Linked DNA regions of Gossypium hirsutum: region 1 is linked to region 2. The links are chromatin contacts, called in public Hi-C maps. All regions are on one chromosome and are shown on one strand. Each heading gives the region's core, a stretch centred on a gene start, on an enhancer-like site or on the middle of the called end of the contact. The rest is flanking DNA. Distances are from core to core; before and after follow the strand shown. Region 1 holds the start of LOC121209853 (classical arabinogalactan protein 4). Region 2 holds the start of LOC107898598 (protein DETOXIFICATION 27).

What was found. A called contact is a pair of places that touch in the nucleus more often than the background predicts.
Region 1: a contact with region 2 is called in a Hi-C map of leaf, with 2.2 times the contacts expected there. The contact joins the promoter of LOC121209853 here to the promoter of LOC107898598 in region 2. A contact is called at or near these places in 4 of 34 Hi-C or Micro-C datasets (all in leaf).

What each region holds. Positions count from the first base shown.
Region 1 is chrA11:52,863,117-52,866,030 of Gossypium_hirsutum_v2.1, reverse strand. It overlaps LOC121209853 (classical arabinogalactan protein 4), which reads left to right and starts at 1,429. Exons shown (of 1, transcript XM_041081611.1): 1 at 1,429-2,553. The coding sequence starts at 1,790. The coding sequence ends at 2,239.
Region 2 is chrA11:52,515,258-52,517,957 of Gossypium_hirsutum_v2.1, reverse strand. LOC107898598 (protein DETOXIFICATION 27) reads left to right here and starts at 1,269. Exons shown (of 8, transcript XM_016824102.2): 1 at 1,269-1,804; 2 at 1,881-2,422; 3 at 2,515-2,601. The coding sequence starts at 1,514.

The DNA of each region.
Region 1 (2,914 bases), core at 180-2,679, 350 kb before region 2:
GATTTTATGTTGATATATTGCATATACAAATAATTATATTAATCAAATATGAAAAATAAATGTGTGTATTCATTTGTTTTAAATGTGTACAATTGAACTAAAATCAAAATTTCATATATACATATGAATTATAATTCAAATTCTAAGTGTATAATTGCACTTAATCAAAAGGTTAAAAAGACTGTAACCTTAAAAAACTCAGCCAAGATGTTATTTGCCCAAAAAAAGAAATGTTAGTGTTAATTAAAAAAAAATACAATTGCGCCAGGTCAAATGAGTGAATAGTTCTTAAATACAATTGGATGAAAAAGGAAAATGTTAGAATTAAATATTAAGTCCGAAATTGTCAAAATTTTAAAATCGGAATAATTTGGTAATATGGCTGTGTTCTCAAATTCTCCCCAAATTCTCTAAATTTTTGCCAGCTTTTGCCAGCTCCTTTCTATTCATAATTCGTGATTTAAATAATTTATTATTCCCGATAAAATAGTCTGGCTAATTCCTCCATTGGTTGTCACGATTCAACCACTCAAAAAGCATCAGCCAGGTTCACCCTAAATTTCATACAACACCTTTCTCAGCTTACCGCGTGTCTCCTATTGCTGACCTAAAAACACTTGTCGTCCAAGAAAAGGAAGTATCACGACTTCTTCAAACTTCTCCGCGTTGTCTTGGAGCTGGACCAGAAGACACAGCCTCATTTGGCTCACAAATGGGAACGTGTTAGTTATTTTCCATTTGTAACGGCTCTTTTTAATTATTTTATTTATTTCTTTATTCTAATTACTCTGTCCCCAATTATTTCCAGAAAACGGCTACTTCTCAGCTAACCATTAAACAAATGTAATTATTAATTATCCATTTAATTAATGATAAAATCATCTACGGTGTAAACAAAGTATCACCATCAATCACAGCCATTGTGATCTTGACGTCTGTGCTGAAACCCCATGTTTAGACTTAAATCTTTAATTATTCCGAGAAATAATCAAAGAGCTAACCCTAATATAATAAAAACAAATAGATGAGATTATTTGGATCCAGAGTTAATCATGTGTATACCATAGAAATATTCAAAGGGGTTATTGAAGTAATATCACCGACTACTTTGAAGAAGTAGTTGAAAAGTTTAACGCGGAAGGTAGTCTGCTTAGGGAAAAAGGTGACCAATATTTTTATTTTTATACTAGAAAAATATGATGTATTTGTCAAAACCCTCTGATATATAGAAAAGGACATTTTACTTACCTTAAGCAACCGACAATTGCCCAACCCTTTGTGGCATTACACGATAAATCAGCGGCTAAATCCAAAATTTACATCAGTAATTGAGGTTATTAAGTTCATCTAATCAAGGACAGGTGTCAGAATCATAGCCCTTACAGGTTACCTACAGCTTTTGTATCCGATCTTTGAAGAAGCTGAAAAAATAATAATTAGTTAAAAGTGTAAAAATAATTAAACGTAACGCATTGCTTAGCTAATCCCACCATGTCATATTATGTGCTTGCATGTATGTAATTATGGATGGGATGCTAATAATTAAGAATATATAAGTATAACATATATTTATATAGTTTTGTATAAACAATCTGAAAGAATCAACTTGCGTTATTGTTTTTGTTATTTCGTCTCTTTTTCCGTGCTGTCCACTTCCACTATCGCCTTCCTTTTTATATTCCCTCCCTCTTTTCAGTTCCCTCACTACCAAACTCCAGGAGAAAACAAAGAAAAGACTCTTCCTTTTTTCCTTTCTTTCCTGTCCAAGTTTTTTGAGTTTTAAGCCAAGATGAATGCTACCATGTTTAAGGTTTTGATGATGTTGGGTCTTTTGGCCACCGCTTGTATGGCTCAAGCACCAACAGCACCACCCACATCATCCCCACCCACATCTCCACCACCGCCAGCTGCTACTCCAACCCCGACCCCAACCCCAACCCCAACCCCAACCCCAACCCCAACCCCAACCCCATCCCCATCCCCATCCCCAACCCCAACCCCATCTGCATCTCCAGCTCCAACCCCATCACCCACCACTTCCCCATCTCCTTCTCCTGAAGCTTCTTCACCTTCTCCTTCAATCGCTTCCCCTCCAGGTCCTACCCCATCAAGTGGACCTGCTCCAGCCTCCGAGCCCACTGCCGACCAAGGCCCTCCTCCCTCTGCCGCCTCCACCAACGGTGTTTTCATTGGTGCAATCGCTCTTGCCGCCACTTTCTTCGCTGCCGTTTTGGCTTAAGAAAGTGAAGTGAAGTCCAGCTTTTTTGGGTTTTGGATCATGATTCTTGAGAATCTTTACTTTCATGCTCTCTTTTGTTCTTTCGAGTAGTGTTTTTTTCTCTTACTTTATATTTTTCATTGCACCCTACTTTTTGGTTTTTGTTTAATTTATTTGTTATGTATGTTTGATGATGACGATTCTATTATTTTGGGTTCGGATGGTTGATTGTATTGGTGGTGTGACACGCGTAAAGACCGGATGGTTGTAGAGATTGGACTGTTGTACATCTAATTACAGTGGAATAAAAACAGTTTGTTATTCTTTAAAAAAAATGTAACATCTCCATGTATTGTTCATGTCTAATTACTTTATGCATTATTTGCTTTTTATTTTTTATTTTTATTTAAATTCCCAAGCGATAATCAAATCTAGAGAAATCACCTTTTTGGTTTCTTTTCATTTCTTTTTACACGTGTGCTAGTGTGTATAATGGCCATTGGAGGCATCCTTGAATGAAAGCACTAAGATAAGTTTAATGTTTAGACGAAAACAGACTTCATTTGTCCCCTTTTTTTCTACTTTGATAAGCAAGGTTTTGACAATTTAGTACACGAAATAATTGTTTTACATACGCCAAAAAGGATTTATTTATTTAAAAAGGCATGGATTTTTAGTCAAATTACAACATTAAAT
Region 2 (2,700 bases), core at 20-2,519:
TATCTCAAAATTAAAATTTCAAAAAATTATAAGTAGCTTTAAAATATTTAAACCAAAGAATGAAAATCCTAAATTAAGAGTAAATTTATTGAAAAATGTTTTTAAAAATTTTAATAGTATTTAATAAGATAAAATGTTTATTTTAAACACGATGTTGTAGAATATAAAATTTAATAAGAAGATAAAAAGTGATTTAAAAAAAAAACACTTTTCAAAAACTAAAATTATGGTTTTTTAATTTGACTTAAAATCTTATTTAAAATTAATATTTAATTTAAAAAAACTACTTATTTAATTAATATTTTATTTGGACATTATGACTAGGATTGAAAAAATGGCTTTCAACCAGGAGTCCAAGAGAAGTCCCACGCAAAATCAACCTTGGCTTTAATTCAAAAAACTTATGATTAGAAATAATAAAATATTTGAACAGCTAATTATTATAGTACTAAAATTTTATGAAATGGAATCTAATGTGATAGATGATCAAAGTATTTACTGTTTTAGGTGTAATTTAAATTTGAGTTATATTAATCGCGTTGATTGTTCGAATTTTATCGTATTATAATTCACTAACAGAAATTATGAATTGAAGAAGATGGTGACCCGGACAAAGACGTAAGAATAGTCCTTATGATCCGTACCCGACCTAAAAGCAGAAACCTCAAGGATTGGAATGGTGCCAAAAATATGATGCGGTGAGCAATGACATACTTGTGTTGTTTTTTTTTCATGTGACATTGCAGAGGCCGAGAATAGCTGCCAACCGACGTGTCTATATTTCCAGTCCCTCTTGGGACCGAGTCGCCAACAACAGATATCGATATTAATTAACTAGCGCCCCATCGCCTTCCTTTCGAAATAAATGACCAAAGCCAAACTGAAAATTGTTACCTATCAATATGAAGTCCATGGAGGACTCTTACTGATTAACTTTTATTGAAAGTTAGAAAATATTTACCATGAAAATTTTAAGAATATACTACTTATTTATGATTATTTTGATTAGCTCGAAAAATTCTTACATATTTTAATATATATATAAATTTAGATGAAAAATTTATTTATTTTATGTATGATTTGTATTTTATTGACTTTGATGTATACCTATCATTTAGAGAAGAGATTGTATGGATAAATCAGATTTTTCTTTTTGAAAAAATTAAAATCTCAACTGAAAATGTTAAAAAAGAAAAAATTTAATTTGTGATTCTCTTATTGAAAAATAATAAAAATTATATAAAAATACAGTTTCATACGCTCTTTCCTCTAAAATTTAATAATATAATCAACTCTTCGTACATATAAAAAATTTCATGCCGATGGATATCTATATCAGTCGAGAATTTATGTATATTAATTAAGTAATTAAATACAAATCGTATAAAAAAATGTGTTTGTCGATATATGTGCGTATATATGCGTCGTAGAAACAACACGGTCCTGAATTTTTCAGTTCATTGAACCCCCAAGAATAAGAAATAGATCGATAGACGAGAAGCGAGCAGAAAATATGTCGAGTCATGGTGCGTTGAAGGAAGCAAAGGTCCCTTTGATTGAAGATTTAGGTCCGGTAGAAGGATTGAAAGTTGAACAAGATGATCAAAACCAATCCCTTAGGAGACGGGTATGGATCGAATCAAGTAAGCTTTGGCAGATAGTTGGCCCTGCAATCTTCAGCCGCCTTGCCTCTTACTCCATGCTGGTTATCACTCAAGCCTTTGCAGGCCACCTTGGGGATCTCGAGCTTGCTGCCATTTCCATTGCAAATAATGTCATCGTGGGGTTCGACTTTGGCCTCCTGGTACCTATATCCTTACTCTCATCTACATGGTCCATTATTTGGTTCTTTGCTTAACGTTTCATTTGTTTTTTATTAGTTGGGGATGGCAAGTGCTCTCGAGACCCTCTGTGGCCAAGCCTTTGGAGCAAAGAAATACTACATGTTGGGCGTATACATGCAACGTTCATGGATTGTTCTTTTCCTATGTTGTATTTTGCTTTTGCCTTTGTATCTGTTTGCTTCCCCGGTGTTGAAACTATTGGGACAGCCGCAAGATGTGGCGGAGCTATCGGGGATCGTTTCTATGTGGATGATACCGCTTCATTTCAGCTTTGCGTTTCAGTTTCCCCTGCAAAGGTTCTTGCAGAGCCAGCTTAAAAACATGGTGATTGCATGGGTTTCCCTGGTGGCTCTTTTGGTCCATATCTTCATAAGTTGGGTGTTTGTGTATAGGCTTCAGCTTGGGGTGGTTGGGACTGTGGTTACCTTGAATTTTTCTTGGTGGATTCTGGTTTTGGGACTCTTTGCCTACACTGTTTGCGGAGGGTGTCCTCTAACTTGGACCGGTTTCACCATTGAAGCATTTTCTGGCCTTTGGGAATTCATCAAACTCTCAGCCGCCTCTGGAGTCATGCTTTGGTAGGTACACCTCCCCCTTCTCTGCCATTTTTAATTTCATTGAAGTGAAAAGCTGTCCAATTCAACTCATTGTACGTTTTAAAAATCTACAGCTTGGAGAACTGGTACTATAGAATATTAATTTTGATGACCGGAAATCTCCAAAACGCAGAGATAGCCGTTGATGCTCTGTCCATATGGTATGAATCTTGAACATATATATTATTGCCCTAGATGACTTTTAATTCGACGTGTAAACATTGATATATAAATATGATTGGAAAAAAAATTGAGTGATG